Linked DNA regions of Capra hircus: region 1 is linked to region 2. A link is a contact called in public Hi-C data. All regions are on one chromosome and are shown on one strand. The core of a region is the stretch at or near the end of the contact, and the rest is flanking DNA. Distances in the headings are between cores, read along the strand shown. Region 1 holds the start of LOC102185621 (glutathione S-transferase Mu 1). Region 2 holds the start of GNAI3 (guanine nucleotide-binding protein G(k) subunit alpha).

Evidence for each region. Hi-C and Micro-C count contacts between places; a contact is called where the count stands out from the background.
Region 1: a contact with region 2 is called in a Hi-C map of blood, with 5 times the contacts expected there. The contact joins the promoter of LOC102185621 here to the promoter of GNAI3 in region 2. A contact is called at or near these places in 2 of 5 Hi-C or Micro-C datasets (both in blood).

What each region holds. Positions count from the first base shown.
Region 1 is chr3:86,766,792-86,772,494 of ARS1.2, reverse strand. LOC102185621 (glutathione S-transferase Mu 1) reads right to left here and starts at 1,846. Exons shown (of 9, transcript XM_018045877.1): 1 at 1,726-1,846; 2 at 1,357-1,432; 3 at 857-921; 4 at 474-555; 5 at 274-374. The coding sequence starts at 1,761.
Region 2 is chr3:86,634,800-86,640,600 of ARS1.2, reverse strand. GNAI3 (guanine nucleotide-binding protein G(k) subunit alpha) reads right to left here and starts at 4,366. Exons shown (of 9, transcript XM_018045872.1): 1 at 4,095-4,366. The coding sequence starts at 4,212.

The sequences.
Region 1 (5,703 bases), core at 597-3,096, 130 kb before region 2:
GAAGAGGAGGCATTGGGCTAACAAGGTAAATATCCTGTCTAGGAACTGAATTTCCACCTTGGGGAGTCTAGATTCTATCCTTAGATTGGGGGGAACTGTGTCAGAGCTTCTATATGCTGAATTAGAGTTATGAGAATCACTCAGAGGACTCCATATAAACCAGCTCAGTAGCTCCAAGGAGATCAAATTACAAAATGATCTTTGTAGAAGGGATAAACTAAGCTAGTCTCCTTTTAAAGCACATCCATCCCAGATCAGCAGGAGGAGACTCACAAATTCCGGGTTGTAGCAGAGCATAATAAAGTCATTAACAGTGTCCGTAGCCTGGTTCTCCAATACATCCACGCGAATCTTCTCCTCCTCTGTCTCCCCACCTGTACCCACACAACAGAGACTCACCCTCAGTATCCCCTCCCAGCCCAGCCCAAGGCATGGCCACCTTTATCCCGGTCCCCAACCCCAGCCCCACTCACACATGTTGTGCTTGCGAGCAATGTAGCGAAGGATGGCCTTGCTCTGGGTGAGCCTGTGAGCTCCGTCAATTAAGTAGGGCAACTGGAAGAACAACAAAGCCAGGTCAGGTGGGCCACCAGGCTCCCCTGCATCTGCTCCCTTGAGCAAGGGCAGAAATGAAACCTGGCTTTCACAGAGCCTGTCCCATGGTGGGCACTAAATAACATGCTATAAAATGGAGGGATGAGCTGGGACACAGAGCATCATGGAAAGGCAGAAAACAGAACCAGGAAGCTGAGAGACAGAGCAGAAGGTACCTGTTCCTGAAACCTCTAAGCCAGGAAAGGAGATGGATAGAGACACTGTCTACTCCCCCTCCCAGCACCCCAGCCCCTGCACCTACATTGGGGAAGTCCAGGCCCAGCTTGAATTTTTCATTCAGCCACTGGCTTCTGTCATAGTCAGGAGCTGAGAAAAAGAAGATGCACTGAAACAACCTCCCACAAATCCAACCCTCCTTCCCAGAGGACCTACCAAGGAGTCAGGGGCAAGACCCCCCCGCCCCTGAACTGGTGGATCTGAAATCTGAACCACTAATCTCACATGGAGCTTTGAGGGAAAAAACAAACAGGAATTTCCTGAAACTACATGAGTAATCCTTACAAAGGATTTAGGTAAGCACTAAGGGGAGCCTGTGCCAATGGCTGATACAGGACCCAGCTGTGGGCTCTCATATCCTTCCTTGGAGGCCAGCTGCACCCTAAAGCGCTGGGGAAGGGGCAGGTCCCTGCTCCAGCTGGTGGAAGGCGTTAGACATGAACAACAGGGGTCAGGACATGGGATGCTTGGCACCAAACCAGCATGAGTTGAGCAGAAGTCAGGCCATGACAAGGATGCCATTACCGTCCCCCATCGTGTACTTCTTTTCCTCATAGTTTGAGTCTGTGTACTCCAGGAGCAGGCGGATGGAGTGGGCTAGCTGAGAAAGATGCCAGGACACAGGGCAGACGTCAGGTCTTGACTGCAAAACTTTCACCGTTCCAGTCACTCCCATACTCCCAGCCCTCTCCCCCATCCACCCACTTCTGAGCACACACACACACACACACACACACACACACACACACAGCACGCACACCCCTTGGAAGGAGGCGGCGGTGCGAAGGGGCTAGGCTGCAGCGAGCAGAAAACATTTCTGGCTTACTGGTCCCCAACTGCGCAGCATATCCCCGCCCGCCTCCATCCCACCCGCCCTAGCGGACCCCCGCTCACCCCGCGGAGGTCCCAGTAACCCAGGGTCATCGCCATAGTCAGCGTCTGTGGATCGGGTTTCTAGCTCTGCACCGTTGATTTGGATGTTTATCCGATGCCTGGGTGTGGCCTGAGTGAGGCCACGCCCCATCTCGTCTCTTTGTCCCGCTCCCAATTATTGCCCAATCTCCGAAGCTTCCTGGCACTAGGGGCACCCGGGACTCTTCAACGAGGCATCTGCGCCCCGGGCAGTCGAAGTAGTCCATTTCCCCCTCCAGCCTCAAAACTCGGGAGCCGAGCTCTGGGCACCAGGACGCTGAGGGCAGCCTGGTTCCCGTCGGCAGTCCGATTTCAGCTAAATCGGGGAAGTTGGTAGTGCTCTCGGGAAACAAGCCTGAATCCTAACGACAGCACGAATCTTCCACCTCCCCTGCCCTCCCACGATCATTGAGACTTGCTCCTGGGTTACCGAGTTCCCTTGGGCTCTGGGAAGCTCTTAACTGCCAAGTTAAGTCTAAGAGTGGGTGCTCCTCAAATCGAAACTCTAAATGAGCCGCTGGCACAGGAAGATCAGTACTCCAAGTAATCCTCACGCTCCCCCGACTCTTTACAATCCCTGACGGCAGCATATCTTCTAGAACAGACTATTAATGGGATACAAGAAACACCCACAAGGTGCAGGAAGAAGTTTGTCAGTGCTTTCTTTTCAGGGACTAGAGGGGACTCATCCCTTCAGTCGTGTAGCTAAGAGTGATAATAATCAAATGTAAATTAATCAAGTAGATTTATGGCCTAAACAATGAATCCAAATACAGAAGCAGGTCCAGCAAAGAAGATATCCAGGTACAACTCCAGAAATAACCCCACAACCAGCTAGATGTACTTCATTTTGACTGGGTCAGTGACCTGGACTGTGGTAGTCACAGAGGGCTCTGAATGAAGCAGGGAGAGCTGTTTTTTGAGCAGCTAGGAGCCTCTCCTGCTGCGAGGGGGACTGGTAGGGGTGGCCAGCAAGGAGCCTGGAGGACACCACGCAGGATTGCAGTCAGAGTGGGTCCGGCACAGCCTGGCTGTCCATGTCCACAGATTCCTGCCCTGATCTTGACCCAGGTGTGGTTTTGTGTAGGAGAGGGTGGCTCAGGTGTCCTTTCATGTCACTCTGTGATACAGCCTCCTCAAAAACAATGTCCCACCTGCCAACTCTCCTCTTTGAAGATTGAAGTCTATTTCAAAATTACGAGAAGACAAGGTTGGCCTGTATTTCCTTTTCCCTTGTTTAAAGTACACTACAAAGTAATGGATACACAAAAAGAGACGATAAGACCTTTTGAAAACAAATCGATTTCAGAAGTTAAAAGGCAAGCTTGGAACTCTACAGGAAAGTCAGTTTAAAATTAGCTAACACTTTTTAAGGATAGAAAGGTCCCAGTATTGAATAAAGGTTTCAGACCACCAAGATAAAGTATGGAGTGGGGGTTTGAAGAAGACAGACTTTCTCTAATCCATGTTAAATCACAGACTCAGAGTCTACACATCTCTGCTAAGCTAGGGAGCAGGGAAAATGTTATCAGCAGAGACCAGCAGAGCTCAGTCCCTCTGTGGATGCCCCTAGCCATTCCCACCCTGCCAGTCCTCAGAGCTCAGCTAGGGGTCCAGACTCAGGAGGCAGATAGGGAAAGGCAGATTCCCTCGTCGTTTTGCCCAAAGGGAGGCGATAGTGGCTCTGGCCACACAAAAGTGCTGCCTCTCTTAATAGTTATATTTTTCATATTATAAAGGGGTTGTCATTCTGAGTTTTACACATCTTGAGCTTGGAAAAGACACATGACCGGATTCCACTGAGAATATGACTTTCTTAAAAACACTAAACAGAATAATAACGGTTAAAATATGTAGATCAGATATTGTTATGCTAGTGTTCAGTCAGTCAGTCATTTATTTACAAAAATCATTGAAATTCTGTCATAGAGCAGCACTAAGAAAAAGAAAATTCTGGGTACTAAAGGCTGGAACTCAGCTAGGAAATACAAGGAGAGATTTTAAAATATAGAAGAGATTTTTAAGTGTTCAAAATCTCTGAGGAGCACTGAGAGGGAGGGAGGTTGAAGGCAGGAGAAAGAGGCCGTGCCTGCTGGGACAAGGAACTGGGGACACAGGGATGGGCCGCAGCACAGGCAGCCCATCAGGAGGAAGACGTCAGTCCTGCAGGAGGAGGAGGGGGCTGGCGGAACAGGCTCTCAGCCTCAGCCCCCAGGCCCAGGGGTCCCACCGGTGGGGGCAGTGGGTGTGTGGAAGGCAGCAGGGGCAGGGGGACTCTGGCAGAGGGAAAACTGGAGAGAGGGCAGAAGGGCCTGATGCAACCAGTGGTTGCCTCACTGAAATTCAGTGTTAAAGCGGCCACATCTTCTGGATTTACATGTGCTCTCGCTTGACTGTAAGTATTGACAGGTTCTAATATTTTAGAGAACATTGCGCAGGACATCAGAACACATAGTGTCCAGTATCCAGTCAAGAATCCTGCCTCTGATCTGACTCTGCTCTGCACTCCATCCTTCCAGCTCTACTGCTGACATTCTGAACTCCCAGAGTAAATTTCAAATTCTATGTAAAACAGCCTCAGAACACAAACCAACACGTTAAATACCAACAGTAGTATTAAATTGTGTCCTACTTGATAGTAATTTTTTAAAGTTTTTAAAGATTATCTGGATAAACTTTTGTAATCCAGGATATAAAGGATATTTTTTAATCTGAATAGAAAATAAAAACCATAATTTGTAAGATTTATAGTTATAAATCTTAAACTTAATTATAGTTATAAACTATAATTTATAGTTTAAGATGGGCACTTTACAGGTGGTGCAGTGGTAAAGAATCCGCCTGCCACTCCAGCATTCTTGCTTGGAAAATTCCGTGGACAGAGGAGACTGGTGGGCTACAGTCCATGGGGTCACAAAGAGTCAGATGTCATAGTTTTCAGAACAAATAAATATAAGCAAGGCTTCAAGAATTTAAGCAGGAATTAAATTTAAAACAAATAACATGTGGAATTACATTTCTTTGTGTTTCTGTCCTGTCATGTTTTGTGTTTCTGGGAACATTTTAATTTTATCTAGATTATCCAGTTTGTTGGCATATGATTCCTTGTAGTACTCTGTTGCAATATTTTTATTTCTGTAGACTCAGTAGTCCTGTTCCACTTTCATTTCTGATTTTAGTAATTTGCATCTTCTCCCTTCTTTCTTAGTGTAGCTAAAGGTTTGTCAATTTTGTTAATTTCATAAATCTTTCAAAGGAATTTCTTTAAAATTTTCATTGATTTTCTCTATTTTTCTATTTATCTCTGCCATAATCTTTATTATTTCCTTCTATTTATTTCGGTTTTTTTCCTAATTCCTTAATTTATAAAGTTAGGATGTTTATTTGAGATCCTCTTGTTTTTAAAGTAGACATTTCTAGCCATAAATCTCCCCCTTAGCAATGCTCTTGCTGTGTTCCGTGTTTGCATTCTGTGTTTTCAGTTTCTCTCCTAAGCTTGTGATTTCTTATTTTTTGATGTTATTGTTCTGTCGCTAAGTCATGTCTGACTCCTTGCAACCGGATGGACTGCAGCGTGCCAGGATCCTCTGTCCTCCACTATCTCCCGGAGTTTGCTAAAATTCATGTCCATTGAATCAGTGATGTTATCTAACCATCTCGTCCTCACCTGCCCCCTTCTCCTTTTGCCTTAAATCTTTCTCAGCATCAGGGTCTTTTCCAATAAGGCTGCTCTTTGCATCAGGTGGCCAAAGTATTGGAGCTTCAGCATCAGTCCTTTCAATGAATATTCAGGGTTGATTTACTTTAGTATTGACTGGTTTGATCTCCTTGCAGTCCAAAGGACTCTTGAGAGTCTTCTCCAGTACCACAATTGGAAAGCCTTCTTTAGGGTCCAACTCTCACATTGGTAGATGACTACTGGAAAAGCCACAGCTTTGACTATAGGGGCCTCTGCTGGCA
Region 2 (5,801 bases), core at 3,117-5,616:
GAAGATAAGACGTTGGATGGCATCACCGACTCGATGGACATGGGTTTGGGTGGACTCCAGGAGTTGATGATGGACAGGGAGGCCTGGCGTGCTGCAGTTCATGGGGTCACAAAGAGTCGGACACAACTGAGTGACTGAACTGAACTGAATAGACTAAAATATGTTTAATATGCTAAAAATTATTTTTAACAAAACACAGTTGCAGCAACCATTACAAAGTTAAAGGTCCCATCAAATCCAGAAGTACTAAGCACCCAACTCTATGGTCATTCCTGTACTTACAACAGAATTAGCATACTCAGGCAAGATCACAATATTGTAACTGCTGAAAAGGATACCACACTTTCAGACTGTAGAAATGCAAATAAAAGACACAAAGAATAGTAAATTCTTATAAGAAACAAACCAACCTATTCTTGCATGTGAATTTCAATGTTTTATGCCAGTTTCTTTTGCCCAGGCATGAGATGCACCATCACAAGAAATCAAAGCTATGAATCTTATGCCAAATAGCAAACATTATAAACAATATCATCTTATGAGAGTTTAAAATAATAGCATATTTATCAAAGGACAGTCCGATTTTCAATAACAAGCATATTCAGTCAGTAACATGCAGATACTTAAATGTAAATAAATTATAAAATATAGGGTTTAAGTGAATTAGACAGTTCCAATCCAGTATTCTTGCCTGGAGAATCCCATGGTTGGAGGAGACTGGTGGGCTACAGTCCACAGGGTTGCAAAGAGTCAGACACGACTGAGCGACTTTACTAACTAATTAACTACTACTCTGCATGCAACTTAATTTTTGCCCTGCCACTACCAGCAAAATCCTAAAGAAGAAGGCACTAACCTCATTTTGATAACAATGCTTTCTCAAGGTCTGCTAAGGGGAACTATCAAGAAATGGATCGAGACAGCACCGGAGTAGATCATTCAATAACTCACAAAACTAAAAGATAATGTTTAATTCCTTTTACCACAAAAGAGTTGTATTAAAATTCTTTGAAGGTCTCTGAAAAGGGTTCATTAATATTTGAAAAATAATCAAATATCTGTCTGAAACACTCTTGAAAAAAGCAACTAAAATGACGTTTTCCAATCGTTGTAACAGAAGTCACCGTTTAGTTAGTATTTATTTGCTAAACAGTTTACATATATTATCTCATTTGAGCTTTAGAAATAAGTATCACATCCCCACTTTATATATGAAAGTAAGACTCCTAGGGTTAAGTTACATGCTCTGGGTCTCACAGCTAGTAAATGGAGGTGGGAATTGAATTCAGTTTTATGTGACTCCAAAAGCAGTGCTCATATCCATTATACCAGTGATTCCCAACTTTGGTCACATCATGCTGCATGCTTAAAATTATAATACTTGTATAGACTGCCAAATAAACTGGAGGGACCTGATGAAAATAACGTACTTTCTTTTATATTATAAAATTATGACATGAAAAAGTATAAAACGTTATAGATGATATTAAACACTAATTGGTATAAATCTTCCAAATCAAATATTTTCAATTGCCAAACTCAGAAAGTGTACTGGTGGAATCATACCAAAAATGTTCAAATATCATTCTAACTGCTATGAAATTTGAAAAGTTAGTTACAAAATGATTTAAAATCATAAAAATGATTTAAAATTTCAAAACCATAAAACATTTGCCAACAGCACACTGCAAACCTTCCTATGCACTACCATCTGCTTAGGAAGCCCTGTATAACATAATTTTGTTTCTTTACAGAATATTATGATTAGACACTAGTATATCAAGAGCTTCTCAATAATACATCTAAAAGAAATTTAAACAAAAAGTAACAAAACAATTATAATACTGCATTCCTCCTGAATTTCTATAGTAACTTTAATTGGTAACATTCATTTTGTTAAAATAATAAGTGACTGCAACTTAGACCAAGTTTGATAGTTTTACAGAGAGGAAGTAAAAATGACTTGCATGTATATCAAAGGAGGTATTCAACAGCAAAATTATTTGTTTACTGTGATGAGTGCATTTTGTTTATAGAAATAGCAAAGAAGATAACTTTAATTTCATATATGTGTTATGTCATGACTCAAGCAAATGCATCTCTCTCTGCAACCTGCTTGAATCTGTTCATTTAACTTGCTCAAGATTAAAAAAAACTTACTTAAAACAATGAAATTGATTAAAAAGGAAAAGCAAATGTTGTAGTACCTTGATTTTTACCTACTGCTTTTGAAATTTCCTAAGTGATCATGTGTTTAATTTTGTTTTTAATTAAATGCACTATTTATAAAGTCCTGTATTACAACAACCTAATATCCTGAGAGGATCTCTGATTATGAATGTAAACCAAAATAACCATAGAAGATAAAAACACACCTTTACTTTCATAACCAACTGATCGATAGAAACAATGCTAATGCCTTGAGTACTATAGTTTATATCAAACACCTGAAAGGTCCCAAGGAGCTATGTCCAACAGTAGCTGACACACGCTGGTTAACAGTTTATATTTAAGCATCTACTACGTACCAGGGACCATGCTCATTCACAAATGATACCCGTTATATGGAAGAGTAGCAGTTTGGAACTTCAAATTTTTTTTTCATACATTCTGTAAGAGTAAGTATTCAAACTGAAGGCTCAAACTCCAGTGCATAACTTCCTCCCTTTATTCAAAAAGCTGTTACCAAGGCTTCTGCAATCAACAGACTGTCAAACACGTTACCATGAAAAGACTAGCAGGAGCACCCTGAATGCAGAATAAACCCTGGGTTACGGTGGTGCGTTCTGTCCTCTGGAGCTTCACACCATAAAAATTAGGCACTTCTCCTAAAGCAACTTCTTTTTCCCCAAAATCAACTGTTTTAAAGAGCAAAGTTCTACTGCTTACAGAAACCATTACTTCCATTTATTCTTCCCTAACAGATCCCTAGAAAATACTAACAGTGAAGAAAAAATGTGGCCTGATTTATTGGTAAGCTGACATCAGGGTATTTTATATGATTCACTGAGCTTCTAGAAAACAATTTCTCAAAAATTCTAAAACCAACCAGGCTGAGTAAAATGCATCTGACTGTACATAGAAACAACCTAAAACGAATGTCAAGTAAAATAAATTCCTGAAGCCAGTACTTTTCGTTTGAAGAAACAAACAAAAAACCCCAGCTCAACAGAAGTCTGTCACAATCACATCTTTTACAGTAAGTCAAATTCCATAATTTATCCTAAGATAACTGCATTCCCACTGCACACCATCCCTAGCAAATATTCATCAACTCTCACTGTGTAATCTATTGTCATCATCACATCCTATGCCACAAACCTCAAACAAGACAGGCTTTAAATATCCTCAGCTCACACCAGCTCTTATAAAAACAGTGGAAGGAGTTATAAAAAAAACCTTAAGAAAATAAAAATAATAGGAAATAGTGGATAAATACACACAGCCTCTACACTCAAACTCTTTCCCTTTACACCTGAGAACTTTTCAGTTATTTCAACCATACACCTTTATGTTCCTGGATGACCCAGGGTTCCTCCACCTCAGCGAGAGCTCAAAATGTCCACTCTCTAATAAATGACAGGGTCCTACGTGACCACTCTGTTCAAGACCCCCTCTCTATTTATATTCATTATTCAAGCCCCCCCCCCAGCTCTAATGTCATAAAGTATCACCACGCTCCAAACTCACAATCCATTATACAAGCCCAACACACTCTCCCGTCCTCAACACCAACTCACTCTAACCCTTCCCTTGAAAAACCTTCTCTAACATCAGCTCTTCCTTTATGAGCTTGTCCCATATTCCTAATACAGTCTCAATGTCCTACTGGACCACATTTAGAAGCTCCTTCGCTAAACACAATCCCAGCATGGTGGCACACCCTCTTTCCAGCCTAATTCCTACAACCCCAAAACCCCACCCCCTCATCATGCCCTCCGGCACCAGCCACAACCCCACACCCCGCCCCACGTCCGTCACGCCCTCCAGATTCTTCGGGGTCCTCTCCTCCCGCCCGGCCCGACCCCCCATTAGGACTCTCAAGTGCCTGGGCCCTCTAAACCACCCCGCCAGCCCCGCCCCCAGCCCCTCACCGAGTAGCAACAGCTTCACTTCTTTGGCCGCTTTCTCCCCGTCCTCCCGCAAGTTGCGGTCGATCATCTTGCTTCGCTCCACCGCCGCCTTATCTTCGGCGCTCAACGTGCACCCCATGGCGGCGGCGAAAGAAGGGACCGGGCCGGGGCTCACTCAAAAACCGCGGAGACTGCGGCTTGGCAGGCGGAGACACAGTCTACTACTGGGCGGCGGCCCTCTCCGTCAGCTCCCAGGGCGCCCAGAGAAACCGGATATCCGGCGTTTTACGACACTTCCGGCAACGCCCGCGGCCGTTACTTCTTCGACCTCCTTAGCTGGGGTAAAGGAGGCGTAACCAAAAGCGGAAGTACGGGGGGAGAGAGAGACCAGGACGCCGAGCGTCGGTTCCGAGATGTAGGGCGGCCCTGTCGAGCTTACCGGGCGCCGCTCGACTTTAATCCCCTTTCACATTTTTGGCTGTCTTATTTGGATGAATATAGAGATACCAGGGACTGGTTTCTCCGGTTCAAGGCACCCTCCCGAGGTCGCACGGCCGATTGGGGTGGGGAATGGGAATTCCCAAGTAAAAGCCCGCAATCCGCACGGGAATTTCTGCTGGGAATTTTTCCACTGGCCAGAAAACCATTTTAATTCTGGCTGTGGAGATCTGAGACCAAGCGTAGGATAGTTTGTCTGTTGGCGTCGTCCCAGCCAGAGCTATGGGATGAGAATTACAGTCTGGGCCTCGACGCAGTCAGGCTCCACGTCTGGAATAAGTTAAGACCCACCATGCCTGGGACTTTGCAGTCCCTTTCTGCCCTCTCCTCTGGCTCACCTACTGGTACCCAGTGGGCTTGAGTTGCCCAGCTACTATGTCGGTAAAGGGTCTCTTGAAATCGGTAACAGATCTTACATAAGGTAAGAATGTGGTTTTTCCATGAAATTTCCATGCTGCCTTTCCCCCACACAAGCCAGATTTAGCCCTGACATATTGTCGTGCGTTAAGGACTTAGGACTTCTACCAAGATTAGTCAACCAAAGTTCACACCCTAAAACAAACCAGCGCATCCTGTGAATCTCTATTAAAATTTCCTGCTGTGGTAACACACAAAAAGAGAAGTCATAGTAAAATTTGTTTCTCAGCTATAGTATCACCTGGAAGTTGATAAATCCCCTATGAAAGCCCCACACTGATACTCTTTTTACTCATAATCCTGGATTTTGTGGTGAAAGTAGCCCTACGTTACCGTTACTTCCAAAGAGCCCCACAAAAACATTCACCGTACATTCTAGGGAGGGGAACTCTTGCAGCCTCCAAGACCTTTCCCTATGATTAAATATTATTTCCCCAATCGAACCTAGACCTTAGAATATAAGATCCCAACAGAAAGATATATACGGTGACTGATGATCATTAGAGGGATTTCTTGAAAACCACATTAAATAGCTTCATGCACCTTAATTTGTCAATGCCAGTTCTTCAAAGTTCCAAGCCTCCTACTCTTCCTAGTGACTGTTAGAATATCAGTACTTACGGGAAGAAAGGGCAAGAAGAAGGGAAGAAAAAACAATATTTATGGAGTACCTATTTGCCAGGTATGGCTAGGTACTTCGATGTGTCATCTCGTTTATTCTTCACAACAACCCTGTGATTGTGGGTTGTTGTCCACATTTTTACAGATAAACAAATAGGCTCAGAGAAATTAAGCATCTTTCCAAGTTCGCAC